Regions from separate parts of the Mus musculus genome. Here region 2 is linked to region 1. A link is a contact called in public promoter capture Hi-C data. All regions are on one chromosome and are shown on one strand. Each heading gives the region's core, a stretch centred on a gene start, on an enhancer-like site or on the middle of the called end of the contact. The rest is flanking DNA. Distances are from core to core; before and after follow the strand shown.

Region 1 (6,646 bases), core at 2,239-4,738:
TCTGAGAGCTGGTCTCCTCAATGGGGATAGGATGACTGACTCTCCACCTCCCAAGGTCACAGGAGACTTCCAGCACCACTTCCAGCACTCATGAATCTGATGGCTTGAGGCCTGAGGCACACCAGGTAAGAGGAAGGCCTGGTGCACCCTCAGAGAGCATGTGACCAACATGCACTTGTGTGCCGGACACATGGTTCCAATGTTCCTCAAAGTTCCAGAAACCCCGTGGAGGCATGCTAGGCGTATGGCAGCATAGCCTGGGACTAAGGCCCCATTGCATCCTTCTCTGTCTGTCTGGGCACTAAGCAGTGGTGTCTCCCTTGGTCCTGACCCTGCTCACTCACCGATTCGCTCGATTCTTGTCACATCTCGGATCTCAGGGACTTTGGTGGTGGCTGCCTGCAGGTGAGGACGATGACGTGTAAGAAGGTTCCCAGTTGTCACAGTTTCATCTGCTCCCTCAAGGTCCTGCTGCCCACCAGGAGCCCCCCACTGCACAGGCAGGCAACACAACAGCAGCCACCACCACCCTCTGGGCCATCAATCACTAATGGCAGTGATCAGCCCCACCACGGGGCCCAGGGAAACAGGCTTCGTGTCACACCCCCCAGAGCTCTGGCATGACCTAGTGCAGAGAGGAAACCCTCCTGTCCCCATTCTGAGCTCTGGGAGGATGGCAGGGAGACTCTTAGACCAGTGCTCTGGCTCCCATTAGGCACCTACGTGTCTCACCAAGGGAACAGGCCACACCTCTCCGGCCCACCTTGGACTCCATGTTTGAAGTTCAACACACTAGAGTGCTGAGCTCATTCAATAAACATATCCAAGGGCCTCCTGAAGAAGCAGCTAGCACTGTCTCCCCTCACAGGAGAAAGATATGAGTAAACACCTCCTGGAATGTTTGAGGCACTGGAGTCCCCACAAAGCGAGCACGCCAATGTGTATAACAGCCAAAGGCCACTCACAACCATGTGTCCGGTATACGGTCTATTCAAATATGGACTATTACTCGGTCTATTCAAATATGGACTATTACTCAGGCAGGAAAAAAGAGTGAAGCTCTGACCCCAACACACCCAGGAAGACCACTGAGAGGTGCTGAGCGAGTGGGCTCCCACATAATAAAGACTGCACGCAGGGGCTGGAGAGAAGGGTGGAGGACTCTTGGCCGGTCTTCCTTCCAGGGGACCGAGGCTAAACTGACTGCACACATGTGGTGGCTCACAGCTGACTCTAACTCTGGTTCCGGAGATCCAATACCTTCTTCTGGCCTCCTCAGGCATAGACGTATCCGGAGGGAAAACACCCATACACAGAAAACATGGTGAATAAACCCTCACGTTGAAGGATTCTTTTTTGTTGTTGTTGCTTTGGTTTTTTTCGAGACAGGGTTTCTCAGTGTAGGTAGCCCTGGCTGGCCTTGAACTTAGAAATCCACCTGCCTCTGCCTCCCAAGTGCTGGGATTAAAGGCATGCGCCACCACTGCCCAGCTTGGGTTGAAGGGTTCTTATATGAAGTATCCAAAAGAGATGCCAGAAATACAAGGTAGACTAGTGGTTGCCAAAGGCTCGGGGAGGGAGGTGTGGGGACACTGGAGGGTGCCTGCTAGGATGCACTTCTGCAGCCACTGGGGAGGCTGAGTCAGAAAGAGTGCCTCGAGTCTGGAGCTAGCCCAAGCTAAAGGGTGAAAACAAGAGACCGATAAATCCAGGCGGTGGACCCTTGAACATCTTTTCCTATTTTTTACGAACCTAAGAAACCACAAAGCTAAGCGGCCCTCAACCACAGCTCAGGATGCCTCCTCCTGGAATGGAACAAGGCCTTCCAGGATAGCCCACAGCCCAGGACCATTTACTGCCTGTCTCTTGCTGTGGGAGCCTTCACCTTCCTCTTTTTGTAGGAGATTGTGTGGACTGCAGGAGCATGAGACCCCCAAACTACTGTCACACACAGGCAAGCAAAGGCAGGCCCTTCCTCACCATGGTAACAGCAACAGACGCCACTGACCTCCCTACAACTTGCCTGGGCCCAACCCCAGAATCAAGGACACCACAAGGCCACAAGATTTCTTCACTGGGAAGTCTGAGGAGCTAGTGCCAGGCCCAATATGCCCGGTCTCACTTCCTGGGCTTTATTCGCTCACTGTAACATTCAACTAACTGTGCGATGGCACAGACACGTGCCCTAGGTGAGGTTCTGAAAAATACAGTCTCTGGACAAGACCCCATGCTCTGAACCCAGACTCTATTTCTCTTCCTCACTGTCACACTCCTGGCTTCGGACACACTTTCCTGTGACCTGTGCTCTCAAGCACACAACACAACTTCCCACTTACTAATCTTCCCCAGAAGACCAGGGTACCAGTCTCAGACCTCGCAGGACACTGGGATGAGACTTTGGAACTGGTCACTGACTACATCAAGAGGCAGACGAAGTTTCCAGAACGCATTGTGGGATGAACCACGACTCTGTCACTCCAGGCTCTGGCTAGTCACTCATTCACAGAGAAATCTGAGTGTCTACATGACTCTTCCATCAGACCCAGGATTCTTTCTGTTGTTGTTTCTCTGTGTAACCCTTGGCTGTCCTGGAACTGGCTCTGTAGACCAGGCTATCCTCAGACTCACAGAGATCCACCTGCCTCTGCCTCCCAAGTGCAGGCTTTCACTACCATGCCTGACATCTAGGATTCTGAATACATTGTTGCCTTCTCTACTAGCTTCTAAAGCCACAATGAAGCTCCTTCCTCAGTGGTCAATACACTTCCTCCACATCCAGGAGTCCAGGTCCAGCCCTCTTCTATTAGGCCCAGGCACCCTCCCTAGCCCTCCTCCTCCTCCAAACCAGGCCTCATCCACTGTGATCGTCCCTCCGATCTAGGGATTCAGGCTCTAGCCTGCCTACCTCAAACACAAAGGTGCACACACCAGCCTGCTTCCCTCAGACCCTGGTATCCTCTCCTCCCAACACTTCCCACAGATCCATGTGTCCTCCCAAGCCCTCCTTGGCGACTTCCTCAGCCCCCTTCCGTCAGATTCATGCATTCTCCTCTGCTCTCTTCCTTTAGACACATGCATTCTCCTCTGTATCCATTGCTCAGACTCGGTGTCCTCAGCATCCTCCCTCTGACTCGGGAGTACTCCCCAGACCTCCTCCGTCAAACCAGGCATCTTCCTTATCACTCCTCCCTCAGATACAAGAGTCCTCTCCAGCTCCCTCCTTCAGACTCTCTAAGAAGGGTCATTGTCGGTCCTCCACATGCACCCAACACTTACCACGGTTGCCATGATGCACACCAACCGCCAATGCCTCAGCGGAAACGGAAATCGGCTAGGAGCGCGGTCTTTATCCTCTCTAGGCTCCCGGTCATCCAGTCATCTCTATGGCCCATAAGATATATAAAATTCCTGTAGGGGGCGTACACTAGGCCGCGCCCAGCCCGCGAGGCTAAATTGGAAAGCCGGTGTTCTGAATCCCGGGTGGGTTCCTGACGTCTCTTGCTCCTCCTCCTCTTACCTAGCCTCCTCCCCCCTCCTTCCCCCCCGCCCTGCAACTGCTAAGTCCGATTGCAAAATTCTGAGCACATTTTGTAGCAACCACACGTCCTCCACGATCCCTTCCCTCTCTGTCCAACCTTCCTCACCAAATTGGGCCTACAGCTGAGATTGACAGCTCTGTTCACCAATCACTTCCATGCTGCGTAGAAACAAGCCCCGCCCCCGCAGCTCCCCAGGAGCCTCTGGCCAAGGAAACTGGATTCTATCCGCCAATAAGTAGACGCAATAGCCCCCGCCCCCCAGCCGCCGACCAATCGTGCTAGACCAGCAGGGTGGGCAGTGCCTCCTGGCGGCCACGAGGCTTCACTGCAGCTGCCCGCCCGATTCAGTGTCTCAGCTCACCCTACCTGAGTCGGAGCGCTCTGGGGCGGGGGTGCGGTCGTGCAATAGGAAGCGGAGCGCCTTGCAAGCTTCCCCTGGGACACCCGCTAACTCTACCGGTCACCAAGTCTGCTGCGTTCCCAGCCGATCTCTCTGGTTTCCAGTTTTGGTGCTCGAAGTCCCCTGCCCGCAGTAGCCATGCCTCTCAGCCGCAGTCTCTCTGTGTCCTCGCTTCCAGGATTGGAAGACTGGGAGGATGAATTCGACCCCGAGAACGCAGTGCTTTTCGAGGTGGCCTGGGAGGTGGCCAACAAGGGTGAGAACGTCAGCGTTGGTCCCTTGACCAAGAAGGGCAGGCGAGGATGGGGCCCCGAAACTCCGTTTCAGACGGGAAAAGAGTTACGTGGAGGAGTCTTGGGTCCTGGGAAAAGCGCCTGTGACTTCTGTGTCCTTGTGAAGGGGCTGGAGTAGGCGTCCTAGGCCCTGGGGGGAAGGGACAAGAGACTACTCTTAAGATGGAAGGAGGCTTCAGGTTCTGCAATCTAGGGAAGAGGGCACTCAGAGAAAGATTCCTGGGTCTTGAAGGGAGGTTTTCGAGGGCCGAGAGACCTGAGATCTAAAAGTGGAAGGAGTTAGTGCATCTAAGCCCAAGGAACACTGGAGCTTTTGGGTCTGTGGTCCAGAGGACGTGACTGTGGAGTTGGGGTGTTCCTAAAGGTTGGGATTCATGGATTTTTCAGGGGGCATAGCGGACCTGAACCAGTGTAAAGCCAAGAGGGGCTTGGAGACTCAAATTCTTAGATACAAGGTGGGAAAGAGTTGGGAACTTGAATGTCGAGTTTGAAGGAGCCCAGGGCCTAAGTCCTGGCTTCCTATGTAGTGAGGTGCCTCCCTCCCTGTGGACTGGGAAAGCTGGAAGTCCTAAGTTGGTCAGGAGCTGGGCCCTAGGATGGGAGGAACCCACCCACAGTATGTATGGGAGATCACTAGCTTCTCGCTCATGAGAAGGCTGGGCTGGGAATCCCAGCAGCTGGGCCTTGTGGATCTGAACATTTCCTTTTCTGGATCCTGGGGAGAAAGAGACTAGGTCTCTCAGCATGTTGGGAGATGGCAGACTCAATGCTGTGTACTACCAGGGTACCAGTTTCAGGTGAGAAGGCTGAGGACCCAGATTCCTAAATCTGAGGTGGGGTCACAGGAGGAGCAGGGCCCAGCAGTCCCTGTGTCCCAGCCCAGGGCTAGCATCGTTAGGGGCCCTGAAGGTGTGGAATAATAAGTCAAGCTTCCCTCAGGTAACTGGGTAGCTGGATAGGGCCATGTACCATTTTTCCCACTGCATCTGAAAGTCAAGAGCTTTAGAGCCTTCCTGCTCCTAATTCTCTAAGAATTAGGAGACTAAAGAGTGCTTCCTGTGTCATGACCAGGAGTCTAACTGGAGCCTGCTCCTCCCTCAGCATCCTGATTTCAGTCCCCTCTCTCCATAAACTCAAGAGGGCTATCCTCAGGTTTGCTTTTCCACGACCCCTACCCTCCAGTCCCAACCTCCCCTGATTCCCAATTATAGGTTCCTGCCCATTTTCTACCCCAATACTACCCACATACATCCCATTACCTGCCAGGTCTCAAAGCTATGGACCAATGGTGGGGTTGTCTGTCCTTTTGCACTTTGGCCCACAGTGGGTGGCATCTACACTGTGCTGCAGACGAAGGCGAAGGTGACAGGGGATGAATGGGGTGACAACTACTATCTGGTGGGACCATACACGGAGCAGGGTGTGAGGACGCAGGTAGAGCTCCTGGAGCCCCCAACTCCGGAACTGAAGAGGACTTTGGATTCCATGAACAGCAAGGGTTGTAAGGTGGGACACAGCCCTACCCAGGGGGGTGGGAGTGGGAACTGCCAGCAGGGGCCCTAGCAAGAGGTGAAGAGAAGGTGGAATGGAGGCAGGAGGTGTAGTCAGAACTTTCCCAGCAGGCCTAGGGAAGAAAGCGATAGACGGGTATAGGATCTGGTGAAGTAGGCCAGTGGGTACCGGGTGTCAGAAAGGCCAGATGGATGGAGATGAATCTCAGCAGAGATCCTCAGACCCAGAGACTACAAACAAGCTGGAGCTAGGCAGAAAGATAGTCAAAGCTATGTGTTCTGTGCACACCTGCAATCCCAGGACTACGGAGGCCTAGGCAGGAGGATCTCGGTGTGTTCTAAGCCAGTCTGGACCACAAGAAGGCTCTGTCTCACAGTAAATAAAATAAAGATGAGTAGCCAGGCAGACAAAAAGATGGAATAGAGATGAAGAGAGGAGAACCAGGGGAAAAGAGTCTGCGGTGAGCAGATCCATGAACTAACGAGGAAGGGGCGTGGCTCAGAGGCAGAGCCCCTGCCTAGAATCCCCCAATGAGGGGCTAGGGGTGTGGCCCAGTGGCAGAGTCCTTGCCTAGAATCTCCCTGTAGGGGTCTGGGGTTATAGCTCAGCGGTAGAACCCCTGCCTAGCATGGCCCGTGGGTTTCATCCTAAGAACCACAAACAGAAGCCTGTTGGTCCCAACACTACAGAGTAAGTTCCAGGACAGCCAGGACTAGGCAGAGAAGCCCTGTCCGTCTCCCCCTCCCCCCACCCCCACCCCCGCCAAAGAAATACAAGGAGAAAGCCAGAAGAGAGGGAAGGTGAGATGGAAGAACCCTAGAAGAGATGCAGATGGAAAGACAAGTGCAGAGGCTCCACCTAGTCACAGCCTGTGTTCGGGGTTGGGTTCCAGCATCCAGTCA
Region 2 (6,915 bases), core at 4,218-6,717, 140 kb after region 1:
CTCTTTCCAACCTCTTTTTTTTGTTTGTTTGTTTTTCGAGACAGGGTTTCTCTGTGTAGCCCTGGCTGTCCTGGAACTCACTTTGTAGACCAGGCTGGCCTCGAACTCAGAAATCCTCCTGCCTCTGCCTCGAGTGCTGGGAGGCAGTGTTTTAAGGCAGGGTCTTACCAGATAGCCCTGGCTGGCTTGGAACTAATTAGGTGGCTCAGAATGGTTTTGGACTCACAGAGATCCTTCCACCTGTCTCCCAAACGCTGAGCTTAAGACGTGTGCCACCATGCTCGGCGACATATACAAAATTTAGAGGTCTGGATCTGTTCCCAGGGGTTAGAGCGCTTCCCAAACATTCACGAGCCCACGGATTCCATACTCAGATGCCAAACAAAAGCCAAAGTAAATGCCTAGCTGGGAGTGAGTGTGGCTGTGGTAGAGCAGGGTAGGGTGGAGGCGAGGAGGGAGAGAGTGCGGCAGGTCGGGACCGTTCCCGCGCAGGATCTTCACAGCAGAGCCTGGGTCCCTGTGGTCCCAGAACTAAGGACGGCCTGGCAGAAGTGAGGCTCGACACAGCAGCCATCTGCGGGAGGGGGCGTGAGCAGGGCGGGGCCCGAATGCCTTTCACCAGGCCGCGCCCCAGGCGGGCACAGTCACCAGCCGCACACACCGGATCATGGCTGCAGCCACACTAGGACAGGTGGGTGCGTGGCCGGCCGGCGCTGGGGGCTCTGGGGGACCTGATGCGGGGGGGGCGCACTTCCGGGTGGACCACTGGCGCGCAGCCTTTCCGGCTTGGCGTCATTCCTCTGTGCCTCGGGTTCCGCTGCCCAGCACGGAGGCGGATGGACCCCCCCTTGGGAAGAAAGACGGGGCTATAACGGGCGGGCGGCAGAATGGGTAGACAGGAGTGGGGCGCGAGAGGTGCCTGAACCGGGAGCTCGGACGTGGGGAGCCATGGAGGAGGACTATAATGGGAGAAGTACAGGGTGGGGTGGATGCGGGGAAGTTGTGGCTGGGGCATGCAGCCTGTGTGTGTTAAGGACCAGTTGCTCTTGGGTTCCTTTAGACAAGGGGCCCAGGACCTCTTGGGACTTAGTGTATGGCTTGGCGCAGGGTCTTGGGTGGGAATTGAACCCAAGATCTTATTTCTTGGAACAAAAAGCACATGTCGATGTGTGCAGTGTCTGAGGCTCTCTGTACCTGGTTTTGTAATCCCAGTCAAGTTTCTGTCTGTCAAAATGATAAAAGATCCTCCAGACCAGAAGACTTCAGTCAGTGCTTACCGATGGTGTCAAGCGGTGTCATAGATGGAGAATCTATGATATTTCGTTTGTTTGTTTGTCTTTTCGAGGTAGGGTTTCACTGCATACTCCCAGCTGTCCCGTTGCTCTGTAGACCACCAGGTTGGCCTCGAACTCTGCCCGCCTCTGCCTTCTGAGTCCTAGAATTAAAGTCCTGGGCCACCACTGCTGAGCTTGAGAGTCTGTGATCTTAAGAGAACGTGATAAATAAGTGTGGAAACAGCTGGCCATAACCTTGGGGGAAAGCGTTTGCTGTTAGCTCCCACCTGCTTATCAGAAGTTCTCGCTCCAGGCTGGCGAATTCCTGAACAAACCTTTAAGTCCCCCAGTTCTTAGTGACAGACAGAAATGTTCTATGCAGATGGTCTTGGGATATGACGGGGACAAGAATCTAGGCTCTGACTGTGTGGTGGCCTTGGATGGATACAGCATTGCCATACTGGACCAATCTCTAATTCTAATGGGACAGAACTGGGTTCTGAAGACAGTTTTACCCTGTAATGGAGACACTTTGAACATGAGCCTGCTCAGAGCTATGAGTATCTAGTGGTGAGTGTCCACAAAGTGAAATTTTGGAGTATAGAGGAACCTGCTGGCTGGGGTTTGCAAGGACTGTCTTACAGGGACTAGCCTAGACTGGCATTGGGATACTCTGAGTCTGAAAGAAACAGCCCTTCAACTGGCCAAGGACAACCCTGGCTGTAGAGGGGAACATGTTTGGGATGGGGTCAGGAAACAGCCCTGAGCTGTGTTAGGACACTATGTTGCTCTATAAGGGACTGTCCTGAGGTGACTGGTTGTATCTGAGCCTTGGACTTCTACAAATCTGATGGAGAGTCTGTCCTATGATGAGGACAGCCTGGGGCTATGTGAGGAGATAGCATGGTGTAGGGACAGTTATCTGAGACAGGACAACACCTTACTATGATAATTATTTTGCTTACTTTTGGCGTGAGAGTGGAGCTTTGGCAAGAACACCTGATCTTTGATGGATACTGTGTTTCAGTTCTGGGCTGCTGGGATGTGAAAGGAGCATGGGCAAACCACAGGGAACCCTGCCCAGCACCCTCCCCTTTAATCTCTGAACTCTGCTTCCACTCTTTTCTACTTCCTGTAGCCCCCACCCCCAACCCCCATCTAGCTTCCTTCTTTAAGCTTAATTCTTATCCTATGGTATGGGGGAGGGGTGTTCTTTGAGCCAAGAGAAGACTACTGTTGGCCTTACAGAATTGCTCCAGGAAGACAAAGGTAGCACTTCCGAGGTTGCAAGAGCTCTGTGCCAGCTCAGACTCATCATCTCTTGACACAATGCCTTTTCTGTGCCTCAAGGCTGTGTGATGTTTCTCTCCCTCCATTCCCCTGGATCTCTCTCTCTCTCTCTCTCTCTTTCTCTTTTTTTGGTTTTTTGAGACGGGGTTTCTCTGTATAGCTCTGGCTGTCCTGGAACTCACTTTTGTAGACCAGGCTGGCCTCGAACTCAGAAATCCACCTGCCTCTGCCTCCCAAGTGCTGGGATTAAAGGTGTGCGCCATCACCACCCGGCTCCCCTGGATCTCTTTAGCTTGGGCTGGGCTTGAGCTTTTGATCCTCCTGCTTCACCCTCCCGAGTTCTGTGACGACGATGGGTTTGTGTTACCAAACCCAGTTTAGAGTTTCTTTGACTCTCTGCTTTTCCCTTCCCTCCTGGTATTGCCCACCCCTGCCCCTTTCTCCGTTACATTTTGGTTGCCTGTGGGTCCCGGGGAATCAGACTCAGTCCCTCAGGCATGCTGATGGGTCTCCTTACCCAGTAAGTCATCTCAGTCCTCTCTTTATAATCATAACTCTCTTGACAGCTCTCAGTCTCCGGTTCTTTTTTTTAATGAGACAGGGTCTCATAATGTAGGCCAGGCAGGCCTTGAACTCAGAGATCTGCATGTCCCTGCCTCCTGAGTGCTAGGATTAAAGGTGTGTGCCACCACCCTTGTCCCTCATTCCTCATTTCATCATCATCATCTTATGACAAGGTCTTATAGGTCAGACTGGCCTTAAACTTGCTACATAGACAAGGATGGCCTTGGAGTCCTGATTCTTCTTCCTTTATCTCCCAAGTGCTGGGATTGCAGGGTTTCTGTGCTGCTGGGGAAGAAATAAACCCAGGGAGTCCTGCATGCTAGGCAAGCATCCTGCAACTGAGTACAACCCCAGCTCCATCTTTTCTCTCCAGCAGCTCAGTATCTCTTTTCTGCATTGTTCAGTTTTTTTGGCTAACTCTACTAAAAAGTAAAAAAAAAAAATGTATTCTTGGTTTCCTCTGCTCTCCTGCCTTCGTGCTGGCTGCTCTACCCGGGGCAGTTGTCTCGTCCCCACACTGTGTCTGATGCAAGGTGGCAGTGTTAGGCAAGCTTCATGTCACCACACAGAGACAATGAGGGGTCATCACTCTTAGATCACCCCAGAAGCCCTTGGGTGCCACACCATTAAACCCGCATTTCATCTGAGGGCTGGGAGCTATGGACATCGTTGGTGAAGTGCTTGCCAGCAAACCTGGAGGCCCGAGTCTGATCCCTGTAACCCACTTGGTGACTAGACTGGTTCTGTCATGTTTGCTTGTTGTTGTTTTGCTTTTTTGCTTTTTTTTTTTTGCTTTTTTTTTTTTAAGACAGGGTTTCTCTGTGTCACCCTGGCTGTCCCGGGACTCACTCTCTAGACCAGACTGGCCTCAGACTCAGAGACTCATCTGCCTCTGCCTCTTGAGAACTGGGATTAAAGGTGTGCACCACCCCTGCCCATTGTGACTCAGCCCTAAATACCATTGTTTGGTGAGCTGGAGACTGTAGAGAGCTGAGCCAACCTGGCAAGCTCCAGGACCTGATCAGAGTCCCTGCCTCAAGACAGGATGGGCTGGAGCTACGGTCACATACATTTAACTAGGGAGGCAGAGACAGAAGGCTCTCTGAGATCAAGGCCGTTGGCTTTGTCTACACAGTGAGTTGCAGTATAGCCAGGGCTACATAGTAAGACCCTGTCTCAGAACAAACAAACAAACAAACAAAAAAAAAACGGGTGGAAGTCACCCGAGGAATGACATCTGAGTTTGACCTCCACAGACACGCACAGATGCACATACATGCCGTCACGTGGTGTGTGCACATGTCAACACACGTAGAGAGATCTTATCTGAGCCAGGTGTGGTGGCACACGTGCCTGTCACTCTCTCTGGTGCAGGCTCTGAGGCAGGAAGATCCTAACTTCACGCACTGGGCTATAGAGTGTGTTTGAGGTCAGTGGGCAACTTAGACCCTGTCTTAAGCCCTCTCCCCTCCAAAAAAGGAAGGAAGGAAGGAAGGAAGGAAGGAAGGAAGGAAGGAAGGAAGGAAACAAACCCATGTCCTGGCCCAGACTTATCCATACGACATTTGAGACTCACCCATTGATCAGTGACCTCTGCAAGCCTCTCCATCTCACTGGCCTCTAGCAGCGGGAACAGGCTGTTATCCTGTCTTCCTCAAACTAAGGACTCAGCTGCCTCTCCATGGTCTGCAGAGAAAAGCATGACACCAAAATACCAGGACACGTCCCCCCTCCCCCCCTGTGCACAACCAGCCCTGAATTCCATGCTCACCTTGGGGAAGGTCAGCAGGGATGTGTGCCTTGAGCATTTTCAATGGCTGGCACGAGACTGCCCTTCAGCCGCTGACTGTGTAGAGCACAGTAGTCACTGCCCAGGTTGAGGGTATTCCAGCTGTGGCTGGGTCGGTTGTAGCAGCGGCAGCAACCAGCTGACTGATACTCCTAAAGAGTAATAAGCCTTAGGGCTCCTGTCTGAGGGAAGCGTGTTGGAGTGTTGTAGTTGTGGTTCTGAGGGAAGAAGGTTAAGGAGGACCTCTGGGTCTGAGGGAGGAAGGTTAGGGAGGACCTCTGGGTCGGAGGGAGGAGGTCTGGAGCTCTGGGTTTGATAGAGAAGTTCATGGGCCATTACTCCTGAGTCTGAGGGAGGAGGGTCAAGGAGCCCGGTTCCCAGGGTCTGAGGGAGGAGATCTGAGGTCTGGGCTGATGAATTCTAGGAGAAACAGGACCTATTCTTTTCTAACTCTTGTCAGTTTTTGTGCCCCCTCACCCCAAGCCAGGAGTGTTCCCTTACCTGCTCGCTGTCCCTGGTCGTTGTCCCGTCTAAGCTGTCTACAAGCTGCGGCCAAAGTTCTCTAGTAGGGAGGCACGCCTCTGTCGACTTTGCCCTGCATGGTGGATGGTGGAGGGGCTGGAGCTGACTTTAGTTTTCTAGGGATAGGCATCCCGGTGGGGACTTGGGCAGAGCACAGGCTGTCTAGAATGCACTGAGACTGTGACAGAGCCAACCTCAGGGGCCTCCCAAGCCAGACAGGTGCCAGGACCTCTGCTCTTTCTGGCTCTTGCCCTGGTCACATTTATTTCTCTCTCCACCCTAGGTCTGGGCCCGAAAGCTTCTGCCTGTTCCCTGGCTTCTATGTGGGTCCAAAAGATGTGTGTCCTCCATATTCAAGGTAAAAGGAGAACCCTGGGTCTAAGGGAAAAGCCCGGTGTGTGCCCCCGTGTTTGAGGGAGGACAGGATCTATCTGCATGTAGGCATCTCTCAGAGGTCGTCTAGCTGTCTGCTCCTGGGTGCTGTGAAGAGCTAACACTGTATTTCTTGGGTACCTGCTTCTTTTTTTGGGCCCCATGGAAGCTGTAGTCTCTCAGGTTGGCGACGTCAGGCCCCTGAGGTGCTGTTTTTTTGTTTTGTTTTGTTTTGTTTTGTTTTGTTTCTTGTTGTTTTGTTTTATTTCTTTCTCTCAGGCTGCAGACCTCCAGATTCAGATGACCAAAGAACCACAGAAGAAGCCAGCCCCTAGCCAGGCACTGCTGTTTGGGAAGACCTTCACAGACCACATGCTGATGGTGGAGTGGAATAACAAGGCTGGATGGGGCCCACCAAGGATCCAGCCCTTCCAGAACCTCACGCTACACCCAGCCTGCTCTGGTCTGCACTACTCTCTGCAGGTAGGACTAGCTGCTTCCGTCCCCACCCTGCTGCGTGAGTCCACTCTGCTTTTTCCTGACTGGGTTCAGCCGTCTGGGTGCTTCGCACATTTCTTCCTCTGTCATCTCTTCCTGAGATCACCTGTGTTCTGGGACACAGAGGAGGTGACAGTCAGTTCCTGCTTTGTTGGGACTCTGCTCTGAAAGAGAGTGGGGTTCTCCCAGCAAAGATTAGAAACATAGAGGGGGCATCTTACACCGATAGGAGAGCTAGTTCAGCAGACCTGTGGGGTCTCAGTGTGGCAGAGGATGGCTTAGGATGACAACAGGGCCACAGAGGAGATGAGAAGTCTGAACAGGAACAGGCCAGCCTGGATACAGTCAGAGCTCTCTCAGGCCCCGTGGGAGGTGATGCAATTACAACACTCAGGAGGTTGAGGCAGGAGGACTGCACAGTTTTGAGTCTAGCCAGGACTCCAGAGTGAGACCTTTAGCTGGAGTCTTAGGGCCTAGCAATGATTTTCCTGTGACAATCCTTAGGGAGTCTTGTCGTCTTCATTGCTGCAGCATGACATGACATTCCTTCTGACAGTTGTAACCATGAACCCTTCCACACCTACCCTAGCTCCCAAATAATGACAC

The links. Capture Hi-C pulls out chosen DNA fragments and counts their contacts.
Region 2: a promoter capture Hi-C map of adipose tissue shows a contact between it and region 1. The contact joins the promoter of 0610005C13Rik here to the promoter of Ruvbl2 in region 1. A contact is called at or near these places in 15 of 39 promoter capture datasets (the C10 cell line, the HPC-7 cell line, HPC-7-derived erythroid cells and 12 more), 3 of 15 datasets of contacts at CTCF or cohesin (the NIH/3T3 cell line and embryonic stem cells), 11 of 484 Hi-C or Micro-C datasets (the G1E-ER4 cell line, LSK cells, Th17 cells and 4 more), 29 of 115 datasets of contacts at active chromatin or transcription factors (the 230-238 cell line, the HPC-7 cell line, the SCID.adh cell line and 21 more) and 4 of 9 other capture datasets (adipose tissue, liver, macrophages and 1 more).

What each region holds. Positions count from the first base shown.
Region 1 is chr7:45,430,976-45,437,621 of GRCm38.p6, forward strand. Ruvbl2 (RuvB-like protein 2) reads right to left here and starts at 3,489. Exons shown (of 15, transcript NM_011304.3): 1 at 3,277-3,489; 2 at 345-399. The coding sequence starts at 3,288. It overlaps Gys1 (glycogen synthase 1, muscle), which reads left to right and starts at 3,864. Exons shown (of 16, transcript NM_030678.3): 1 at 3,864-4,195; 2 at 5,557-5,738. The coding sequence starts at 4,078.
Region 2 is chr7:45,569,709-45,576,623 of GRCm38.p6, forward strand. It overlaps 0610005C13Rik (RIKEN cDNA 0610005C13 gene), which reads right to left and starts at 5,468. Exons shown (of 5, transcript NR_038166.1): 1 at 5,419-5,468; 2 at 4,900-5,069; 3 at 4,705-4,814; 4 at 1,278-1,484. It overlaps Bcat2 (branched chain aminotransferase 2, mitochondrial), which reads left to right and starts at 445. Exons shown (of 11, transcript NM_009737.3): 1 at 445-691; 2 at 5,723-5,797; 3 at 6,091-6,294. The coding sequence starts at 668.